Regions from separate parts of the Zea mays genome. Here region 1 is linked to region 2. The links are chromatin contacts, called in public Hi-C maps. All regions are on one chromosome and are shown on one strand. The core of a region is the stretch at or near the end of the contact, and the rest is flanking DNA. Distances in the headings are between cores, read along the strand shown.

What was found. A called contact is a pair of places that touch in the nucleus more often than the background predicts.
Region 1: a Hi-C map of leaf shows a contact between it and region 2, with 2.9 times the contacts expected there. The contact joins the promoter of LOC100280213 here to the promoter of LOC103640772 in region 2. A contact is called at or near these places in 10 of 25 Hi-C or Micro-C datasets (bundle sheath, ear, endosperm and 4 more).

The regions. Positions count from the first base shown.
Region 1 is chr10:5,955,569-5,961,303 of Zm-B73-REFERENCE-NAM-5.0, reverse strand. LOC100280213 reads left to right here and starts at 3,706. Exons shown (of 8, transcript NM_001153144.1): 1 at 3,706-3,868; 2 at 3,966-4,068; 3 at 4,154-4,261; 4 at 4,441-4,526; 5 at 4,906-5,144. The coding sequence starts at 3,807.
Region 2 is chr10:5,674,570-5,680,663 of Zm-B73-REFERENCE-NAM-5.0, reverse strand. LOC103640772 (pentatricopeptide repeat-containing protein At5g04780, mitochondrial) reads left to right here and starts at 3,741. Exons shown (of 5, transcript XM_020545970.2): 1 at 3,741-4,101; 2 at 5,248-5,366; 3 at 5,637-6,094. The coding sequence starts at 5,790.

The DNA.
Region 1 (5,735 bases), core at 2,457-4,956, 280 kb before region 2:
CAAGCGATTGGAGGACACCTATACTTAATTATTTACGAAATCCTAATATCAAAACAGATAAGAACATTCGGCGAACAGCTTTCAAGTATGTTTTGATGAGTGATGAACTTTACCGCCGAACAGTCAATGACATTCTGCTTAAGTGCTTGGGCCCAGATGATGCTATATTAGCCATGGCCGAAGTACATGAAGGGATTTGTGGTACTCATCAATCAGCTCCAAAGATGAAGTGGTTGTTGCGAAGGTCTGGTTTTTATTGGCCTAACATGATAGCTGATTGTTTCAAGTACTACAAGGGTTGCCAAGTGTGTCAAAAATTCGGTGACCTACAGTTGGTCCCTGCAGCCGAATTACATCCTATTATCAAGCCTTGGCCTTTCAGAGGATGGGGATTAGACTTTATTGGAGAAATTCATCCTTCATCATCAAAGGGGCATCGGTTCGTGTTAGTTGCCACTGACTACTTTACCAAATGGACTGAAGCCGTTGCTCTGAAAAACATGACGCACAAGGAGGTAATTGAGTTCATAACTGAGCATATTATTCATAGATTCGGCATTCCCCAGACCTTGACTACAGATCAAGGGACTTCTTTTATGTCAAAAGAGGTACGTGAATTTGCTGAATTATACAGAATTAAACTACTTAATTCATCTCCATATTATGCTCAGGCCAATGGACAGGCCGAGTCTAGTAATAGGACATTGATTAATTTAATAAAAAAGAAGATATCTGATAATCCTAAACATTGGCATAAGATTTTGTCCGAAGCTTTATGGGCTCATAGAATATCTAAACATAGTGCTACTAAAGTATCTCCTTTTGAGCTTGTCTATGGGCAGGAAGCAGTATTGCCTGTGGAAATAAGTTTGAATGCTGTCAGATTCGCCAGACAAAATGATCTAACTGTCACTGATTATTATAATTCAATGATGGATAATATTGATGAGGTGACTGACAAGAGGGTGATAGCTTTGGGAGCAATAGAAAAGGACAAGATTATGGTAGCCAGGGCCTACAATAAGAAGGTCAAAGCAAAGTCATTTCAAGTAGGGGATCTGGTGTGGAAGACCATCTTACCTCTAAGGAATAAAGACCGGAAGTTTGGGAAATGGTCGCCAAGCTGGGAGGGTCCTTATAAAGTAAAACAGGTAATGTCTGGTAACGCCTATTTGCTACAAACATTACAAGGCAAGGATTTACCAAAGGCTTTGAATGGGCGTTTCCTCAAACAGTACCATCCTAGTATGTGGCAAGATGCCTAAGAGAACCGATGTGATCACATCGAGTTAGTTGCTTTTGGTTCGCCCAGCTCCACCAAAAGGCAGGGGGGCATATGTTCGAACCAAAAAAGAGCTGCCGGACGGTCCGGCCCTGAGGCCGGACGGTCCGCGCGTGCGCAGAACAGATTAGGGTTCCGAGTTTTGTGCTACGGTTGTTAGCTATATTCGCGGAATTAGCTCGGAATCAGTTGTGTAAAGGGTCCAGTCCCCCTCCTCTATAAACGGAGAGGTCTACGGCCGATTTGTATCATCAACAATCGAATCAATACAACTTTTATTCGCATTTTATCCTAGGAGTAGTTCTAGTCTAGTTTAGGTTTAGCCTCCCAATCCCCAAATTCTTCGCCTCTCTTCGACTCTACGCCGATTAGAGGAGTCTAGGTCGGCCGGCCCGAGCCTAGACAACCCCTAGGATCTCTTCCCCGACGGGGTCCCTCCCGGGAGCGAGATCCAGGCCGCCGCCGGCGATCCTCCGCCGCCCCTGCACACGCGCGGATCGTCCGGCCCAGGGCGCGGACCGTCCGGCCGTCAGGCAGGAAACCCTAGCCCCTGCGCCAGGTCGCGGACCGTCCGGCCCCAGGCCGCGGACCGTCCGCGCCTGACCAGAGAGCACCGCCGCCGGTTCTTCTTGAGTATTTGGCGCTCCAAAAAAGCGTCAACAGTGTGCCTGCCTCCTTACATGAATTAGGATGCCTACTGTCTTACCTTACGTTCTGCGGCACCCTAATCAATACTACTACATGCCCATTACTTAAAAACCCAGCAATCTACAAGCTCTCCACCTCAAAATTTATTAGCTCCTCTGTGCATCTCTGGCGGCAGCCATGGATAGGCTCTGATACTACCACTAGCTAGCACTTAAAGTTGGCATCTGTCCTAGAAAAAAATGTAGTAGTATGTCGATCGCCGGAAAGACGAGAGACAACTACTACTACACTGCGAGACTTGAGTGCGCCGTGACATCAACCTATTTATTGGGAATTCAAGGCTTGATAGACATAGCTACAAACAGCAGCAGCAGCAGCTCATAAATGTTTATTTTTTTTTGAAAATTTGTGGTAGATCAACAATTTTTTTTCCTAGTGTTTGTTGTGTCTTTGGAGACCTTTTTCTTGCATCTTTTTACTACTATACGACGGTAGGAGTGCCATGAAATCCATATCTTGACAGAAATCTTGAAGCCCTCCTTCATCAACATTTATAAGGTCTGTGCATCTCTCTGCCAGCAGCACCATCGGCCATGGATTGTGAGTCCGATGCTTGCTCGGTATCTTTCCTCAAAATGGGCAACGGCCTTTATGAATGTTTATTATGAGGCCAGAGAGCTGTAAAGACGGGTGTTGAAAAAAAAAACAAGAGAAATGAAGAAGCAGCAGTAGCAGCTGTTTTAAATCTTTGACTCGAAAGGTCGAGTTTAATCCATCAGCCAGGAGTACGAGTACTGCCGTGGCCGATCAAACCGCATTGATCTCTCTCCAACCCAAGTACAGAGAGCTCAAGAAAATAAAGTACTACAGTACTGCACAACGAAACACCACACAAACCATTAAAATCATTGCGGGTGGCTCCATGACGGCTCCAAGGTCAAACGACAACATATATCAAGCGGAGTATAATCAGATCGGATACCAACGTACTCGTTTCATATTTTCTCTTCAGACTCGATCGAATATATAGATATTATCAAATATGTCGGATATAATTTGAATAGATATATACATCTTAAATGCCCAACTTTAAAAATATGGATACAGATTGATACTGAGTACCCGGACTCGAATACGAATTGAATCTCAGACCTTTTAAATAAATAGATTTATACCTCTGATTTCCGGTAAAGGTTCCCAGTATAAAGAAGTTGTATGCATTTCTTCACAGATGAACTACATCTATACATGGTTGGCTACTCAATAAGGTCTTGTTCGGTTAATCCCGTTACCCATAGATTGAATGAGATTTGAAAATTTTAAGAAGAAGGTTTGACTTGCTTGAGATTTAAATTCATCCAATCTCACTCAATCCACATGGATTGAGAGCTAACCGAACAAGCCCTAATGGGGTTCTCATGAAACGTTACCGGATATCTCGATGTCTGGCCCGACAATGTGCTCACAGTCCTCGCACCCTAATTTTTGCAGCAACGCACGGGTGTCATATAGGATTTGCAAATTCTGTACCAAAAATATATATCTCCAAGACACAAATAAAAAAAACTAAAATATCGGCCGTCGTAACTATTTTGGACTGGGCTGCCAGCACATGGGCCTCCACGTTTTAAATGTGAAAAGCGAGAAAGCGAAAAGCCCATCAAACGAAGGCGTCAGGCGTCCCCTTGGTGGCGCGAGGGGCCGCCCAGTGACGACTGACGACAATCGACAAAAGGGAAAAGAATAACTGAAAAAGTAAATCGCTCAAAAAAAAAGGAAAATAAAAAAAAAATCGTAGAGAGTTCGATTGGCAGTTGCTGAGCCCGAGCGCGCCCTCCGGCGCCGACAAGCCGGGACCCCACCTCCGCCGGCGGCGATGGGCAACTCGCAGGCTTCGCCGGCGTCCGCCTCCAGCTCCCGCTTCGTCATGGCCTCGAGGTACCGCCTCCCCACTAACAGCTGTCTGCCACCTCCTTCGCTGCCGCGATTCGCAAGCCCTGTCTGGTGCTCTCACCGCTGACACGCTTCCTCGCAGGGCCTTCCCGAAGCAGGAGCTGGACGGCCTCCGCGAGCTATTCGCCTCCCTCGCAGCGCAGTCGCGGACCGGCGGCCGCGCCATCTCACGCCCCGTCTTCCTCGTGGGCACCGCACGCACATTCGCTCTTTTGAATTGGTCCTGGATCTGGATTGCGATCTCTAACGGGTTCGCCTCTATTTGCGCAGGAATACTACCAGGTCCGGGGGCGATTAGGCGACAGGCTGTTCCAGCTGGTGGCGAAGGAGAGTGGCGGGAGCGATGGGGTCACGTTCGAGGATTTGATCATCTCCAAAGTTAGTGCTCGACTCAATTCGATCCACTCTGTTGTTCGTTTAGTTGTCGCGAGCAAGGTCATTGATGTGTTGGTGCCTGGTGGAATTTGTCCAAGTTAAGATCCAGATATGGTCACCCTTTCTAGCTAGTACTTTGTATGTATTCTGTAGTTTGACAGTCTTTTATTTGTTGCATGTAGGCAACATATGGAAGGGGAACTCGTGATGAGGTCGATGAATTCATTTATCAACTATGTGATGTCACAGGAGATGGCGCCTTAACAAGGTATTGCTTTTGAGAGAAATTAATTTCTTCTGATAAATTGGTATGTCATGAGTGAACCGTTTCCTTTGCTAAGCCGATTCAGTAGTTGCATGCTCCAAATCTGAAAATTACTTCAACAAAGACATTAAAGAACACAAATGATATAAATGAGGGGTAGGGATTTCTGGTTACCATTAGGCCTTATGCATTCCAGTTACATGTCTTAGGTACTTGTTTCGCGGAGCGATATTGGCCAAGGCGAATTTGTTTGCACTTAGAAGATTCATACTTTGTGTTAAACAAAGCTTATGATTTATAGGTTGTTTTGGGATTTTTTATTCAGGCTTTTAGGCATCATTTGGTATTTACTCTTGCATTTACATATCACATGCACTGCCAGGTCTGATTTGGAATCAGTCTTGGCGTCTGTTCATGAAACTGTATTTGCAATAAAGAAGGAAGCTGTCGAAGTTTCCAACAATAGACCATTCGAAGAATTCCTCAACTCTGCAGTGTTTTCAAAGGATGTTGAAGGGGTCTCAGGGAAGTCTATGTCATTATCAGACTTTAGGAACTGGTGCACTCTCTTGCCATCATTGAGGAAATTCCTTGGAAATTTGTTGATGCCTCCTGATTCAGGTTTGTCTTATTCTTGCAATTCTGTTAGTATTGTTAAGCAGCATTTCCGTCATTTTTGAAATAAAATAATCAGATCCAGCTGGTGCTGTAGGAGTTGAACTGATATTTTTCATCATGTTGTTCCTCGTTAGTCCTCACATCTAGGACTTCGCACCACGATGACCGGGTGAAGTTTTTGCATTATTCTCTCAAAAACGTTTATGCACTTACTCTACATCTGGAGTGTTAGGAATAAGCTCATAAACCGGGACATCTAAGAAAGTAAGAGGTTTGTCATGCACATAACTGTGAAAAATACAAAGACATAGAGTTTAAGAGCATATACTATTTTCTTGAAAAATGGGATGCATACTACATTAAGACTTCCTCTAAACTTTTACCAGAAATAGTAGAGGTAGAAGTTATTATGGAACCATCCTTTCTAAGTCCCAAAACCATATCGAATTGAATCAAATAGTCTTGAGGCATACTGTTTTCGCCTCCTACAAACATTTGAGTCCTGTTTCTCAAGCATGCCTCACTCACAACCATACTTTTATGCCTTGATTAATGGCGGCAAACATATGTTTTGCTGAGTTTCAGAAAGATACC
Region 2 (6,094 bases), core at 2,492-4,991:
CCGCCTCGCCCGACCCCAGGGCTCGGACACAGCCTCGGCCTCGGAAGACGGACTCCGCCTCGCCTGACCCTAGGGCTCGGACATAGCCTCGGCCTCGGAAGACGGACTCTGCCTCGCCCGACCCCAGGGCTCGGACACAGCCTCGGCCTCGGAAGACGGTCTCCGCCTCGCCCGACCCCAGGGCTCGGACACAGCCTCGGCCTCGGAAGACGGTCTCCGCCTCACCCGACCCCAGGGCTCGGACTCAGCCTCGACCTCGGAAGACGGACTCAACCTCGACCTCAGAGGAGCCTCCGCCTCGCCCGACCTAGGGCTCAGACCGACCGCGTCACAGGGGGGCCATCATTACCCTACCCCTAGCTAGCTCAGGCTACGGGGAACAAGATCGGCGTCCCATCTGGCTCGCCCCGGTAAACAAGTAATGATGGCGCCCCGCGTGCTCCATGACGACGGCGGCTCTCAGCCCCTTACGGAAGCAAGGAGACGTCAGCAAGGATTCGACAACCCCGACAGTTGTCCTTCCGCAGGGCTCCAGCTCTCCTCCGACGGCCACGACATCACATGAACAGGGTGCCAAAACCTCTCCGACTGCCACGACGACATGTACTTAGGGCTCTAGCTCCTCTCTGCTAGACACGTTAGCACACTGCTACACCCCCCATTGTACACCTGGACCCTCTCCTTGCGCTTATAAAAGGAAGGTCCAGGGCTCTCGTACGAGAAGGTTGGCCGCGCGGGAGAACGGGCCGACGCATAAGGCTCTCGCCCCCTCTCTCCCTCTCCCACGCGAACGCTTGTAACCCCCTACTGCAAGCGCACCCGACCAGGGCGCAGGACAACATGAAGGCCGCGAGTTTCCCCTTTGCCTGTTTCTTCCCCCCTTCGTGCTCCGTCTCGCGCCGACCCATCTGGGCTGGGACACGCGGCGACAATTTACTCGTCGGTCCAGGGACCCCCCGGGGTCGAAATGCCGACAATATCACAAGAAGGGATTGCTCGGAAAGCTCCGGACAGAAAGACTACAAGTTCGGAGGCATCGGGGGGGTAGGCTCAACCAAGCTGCCGAGCAAAACTCCTTGACTCGAGCATCGCGGACTGTCCGACACCTGGGTGCGGACAATCTGGTGCTCATGCGGATGGTCCGGCTGACTCAACCAGATAGTCCGCCCATGGCTATAAGCGTCAGCCTCCACACAAAGCAAGGAAAGAGACGCAAGGGCAAAGCCAACATGACGCACTTGGTCTGCTAGTAAAAGCCGGCCCTACTTTTGATCAATTGCTAGCCAAATATGCTAGCAAGAAGGTCGTTTTATGCGATCGGCCAACAAAGAACCCTGGTCACCCCCTAAAACAAAACGACCAAGTAAAACAGCCCGAAAGATGACGCGACCAGCATCGCCTATTCATCCTATCATGACAAGATGCTTTCCACCAACCTACTCATCGTCGATGTGTTGTCCTGTTCAAATATAGACTGGTATGACGATGAACCCATGGTACATGCGTACTCCCTTTATCTATTCAGGCGGGAGGCACCTCCATTCTATTCCTATTGATCTGTTGATCAAATGGTCACGATCGAGAAAGATGTAATCCTAAACGACCTTTATGCATTGGGGCTCTATTAAATGATCACCATATTGGATTAGAAAAGCCGGTGACTTGCATCAGGCTTATTTCATATGCTTTTGGTTCATCAACCTCCATCAAAAGGCAGGGGGCATATGTTGAGCACACAAAATGTCCTCGCAGACGGTTTGCGGTGGTGGCGCGGACGGTCCGCGCGTGCGCAGAATCAGTTAGGGTTCCGAGTTTCTCGCGAGATTTGTTAGCTAAAACCGCGGGATTAGCTCGGGAAACGACTTGTAGCGCATCCAGGCCTCCTCCTTTATATAGATGAAGACTACGACCAATTGAACACCCCACAATCGATCAAATCAAGTCTATTTCTCGTTTTTACCTGATGCATTAGGAGTAGTTCTAGTTTAACCTTCTTTTACCTCAAATCTTCATCTCTCTTCGGCTCTACGTCGACTAGAGACGTCTTGGGTGGCCCGCCGACGCCAAGACACACCCTACAATCTCTCCTCCCGATGGGGTCCCTCCCGAGATGCAAGATCTAGGTCTGCTGCGAAGAAGACTCTCTGCGCCATCGCGGACCGTCCGGACGTACGCAGAGGAGGAGTCGCTCCTGTGCCAGGTCGTGGACCGTCCGGTCCTATACTGCGGACCGTTCGCGCCTCTGCAGAGAGCACCACCAGATGGTCCTTTCTAGTGTTTGGCGCCCAGATCGGCGCCAACACAATCGACAGTGATATATTATTGCTGATTCGTGGCCTGAGTCCTCACCGTTGATTTTTTAGAACCTTACGTCATTTTTATATTTCTAAATTAAAAACCACCATTGATGGGTCAACAATTTATAGTGAAGTGGGTAGCAATCATGTGCTTACACTATTACATGCATTGCACCATCTGAACACTATGTGGATAAATTTATACCTCATAGCTACTCAAAATTGATTGTTCTATCTAACACAACAATTTTTATATACTTTATATGATTTCGTCATACATTCAGTGATTTTTAATATGTACTTTGCTAAAACCTTATCCGGAGTTATATCAACCCTTGCTACATCTTTTTGAGACATTACAAATCTATATTTAGTGAATCTCAATTTCTAATTCTAAGTGAATGTCATATTTTTCATCCACACATTAAATTTAGACTTTGCTTCTTATTATATATTCTATTAAAAATGTCAACTATATTTTGTTAAAATAGATTCTAGACCGTACCATACATTATATTCTTTGATATTACAGTGACATGACAATAGTTTCAATCTACACCGCAACACTTAAAATGTTGAATTATCTTCTATCCAAGAATCATATGTATAACGGCACTGTTTTATAAAAAATGGAGTTCTCACAGTTGGGTTCCAATTTTGGTATGCCAAGGTGTATACAAAGTAATAACTTACAGAAAATATTATGGTAGAGTTTGGTTTGTTAATGAAACAATTTCTCACCACCAATAAACTCTAAATGTATATATTAACCGTTAATATATATAATGTATACTTGTACTTTATGGCACCTGGCATTTATGTTTATTTTCAATTGAATATTGGTAGAACTCGGTAGTTTTGAAATATATATACTGTATTTTTTTCATTGTTTATTTTTAAGACAAACTGTAGCTATCAATTTAAGGACCTATTTTTTTGAAAAAAACTAAATTACTGGATCTAAAATTTTAGGTGATCTGATAACCCACACCCAAATATTTTCTCCATCCAGGAAAGAATGGAAGTCTCGTTTCCCAAGGAGTCAAAACATTCTAAATCTTCATAGGATTGCATAAGATAATATCTTCCACTATGTTTGTCATAAAAAACATTTGACGACTAATGTATTATTTTTTCTGAAGATCATATATATTAATAGTTTCTGTATATATTTAATCAAATTGGAGATTGTTTTTGGGGAAATATGGATCTGTTACTAGTTTACTACTAAAATATTATAACTTTAGATATATACCATTACTATCTTACTTATATGTGGGATTCACATGTGTCAATGACATGTAGAGTCTATGATTTATATCTAAAGTTATAATATTTTAATGGTATATATCTAATTATTCCTTGTTTTTGAGATTTTCCTCCTTTTGGGAGACGACAATCCGCAGAATACAAAACACACGTGCAGACAATGGGCCGAAACGTGCCATGAGTGCTCGGGCTTTAAGGAAGAGTCTCCATGCTATTGAGCTGCTAATCCTCGCTCTGTTTCGGGCCGTATGCCCCAGTCCGGACTCCGGAGTTCCCACACCAGCCCGCGGGCTCGATATTTGCTTTCGCAATTTCCTCTCGTCGCTCGCCGCTAGGCTCTAGCGCCTGGTCACTCGCAGTCGCAGCGGAGATTTTGGCCCCGTGTGCCGTGTTCGTGTTGCAGCCTGGTTCCGATCAACCGCTTCCTGGCTATCTCGGCGTCCTTCGAGCGCCGCTGCGGGTGCTGGCTCGGCGGGTGCGGCGACATCTGCTCCTGCGCCGAGGGTGTTCGACGGAATGACGCATAATGAGAGAGGTAGCCAGCGGTTCTTCTCTGACTGTACTTTTTTCCCCATTATCGAAATTGATGATTTGATGTGCTATAGTAGTGTCAGTGCTACGTAGGGCTGGACTGGACTGAAAATATGCCCTGCTGCTGCATGTAGAGTACAGTTTTGTGTGCTCCGTGTCTCTGCCATTCCCCTTTTGCAATCTTATTGCCTCTGAATTTCTGCATCATATGACCAGAGTCCCTGTGGTTTATTTTCGTTATGGGAGTTGGGTCCGTTTTTTTTTTCTTTTTGTAGAAGCCTGGTTGAGGTAAACTCTAAGTAAGGCCCCGTTTGGTTTGGAGTAACTAAAGTTTAGTCACTTTTAGTCCCTAAAGAAGCAAACATGGTGACTAAACTTTAGATCTTTAGTCACCTAAACTTTAGATCTTTAGTCACCAAGAGGGTGACTAAAAGGGACTAAATTAGGATTTTTAACTTATTTACTCTCTTCACTTTTTTCTTGCAACAAACATCCACTAATTATTAAGGGTAATACAGTCATTATTCACAGCGATTAATGCTCTTTAGTCCGATTTAGTCACTGAAACCAAACGGGGTACTTTAGCGACTAAAGTTTAGTCTAGTGACTAAAGGAACCAAACAGGCCCTAACTTGTGTTTTGTGGAACGCTGTTTAACGCCATCCTGATTCAGGGTGAGCTCATCTGGAAAATAAGAATATTACTGTTAGCAAAGCACTGAATTGTTTAATCCTTCGGTACTGTTGTTCTGTCATTCCAAATGGTCGTGCCCTAGCCCCTCTGATTTTATGGTTATCTAACAATTCTATTCAGTAAACAAATTCTGCAAGACTGAAAATGGACATGAAAAATGAGGCTATTATGACTGGAGTACTAGTGTTCAGTGTCACAATATAAGTGCTATGCTAAATTCAGCTCGCAAAGGTGTTAAACCTGCAGCTCCATTAGTTTAGCTCCTGATTTATTTTTTCAAATGTTTTTTTTCATTTTCAACCATTTGTACAGATTTTAGTGAAATCCGGTGTATTTTCTCATTTTGATTTATTTTAAACTTGCATTCCTTTTATGACGGGATGTAAATTTGATAGCAGAAGATATGTGAATGAGTATCACAAGGTTGCTACTTGTATTAACTTGCTATTTCTTTCAGCGATGCAATGCAAAAGTTTCTGATTTTCTGAAGGTGGACAAACATGCTGAAACATTCACAGTTCAGTCTGCAGAGAATTTTTTCTGCTCTTAGCGTCAAGCAAATTCCACTTCCTTTTTGTAAGTACAAATCCCACTTTGTGAAGTTTGCCTAAAAGTAAAACTGAGAGAGTTTGGGGCAGCTGCCTTGCTTGGATGGGCATTTGGTTTAACCATCAATCTATAAAACAGTGTGCCTGTTCTCTTATTGCTGTACTCTCCGGAATTCATTTTGGTGCTCGTTCTTTTTGTAACAAGCTAAACAATGGAATTGCCCTAAAGGATAGAAGCCTTATTAGGTTTGACAGGAATTTGATTGACATGTTTACGCTACATGAACTTTTGCAACAGTGTACACAGAAGAGGTCCCTCTTGGTTGGGAAAGGCTGCCATGGTTTAGCCATCCATTTGGGTTTGGTAACTGATACTGTCACATGCAATATTCTCATCAACTTGTATACAAAATGTGGTAGGAATGATTGCGCTCGCCATGTTTTTGACTCAATGTCTTTCAGAAGCATAGTCTCATGGAATACCATGATTGCTGGGTATACCTGCAATGGAGATGGTTTACAGGCTCTGAAGCTTTTTTCAAAGATGCACCAAGAAGGGACACAGATGAGTGAATTTACCCTGTCCAGCACCCTATGTGCATGTGCTGCAGAATGTGCTACTATAGAATGCAGACAATTACATGCTATAGCAATGAAGCTTGCATTGGACTCAAATAGTTTTGTTGGAACTGCTGTTCTTGATGTTTATGCGAAGTGTAATATGATTAATGATGCCTGTTTGGTTTTTGAGAAGAT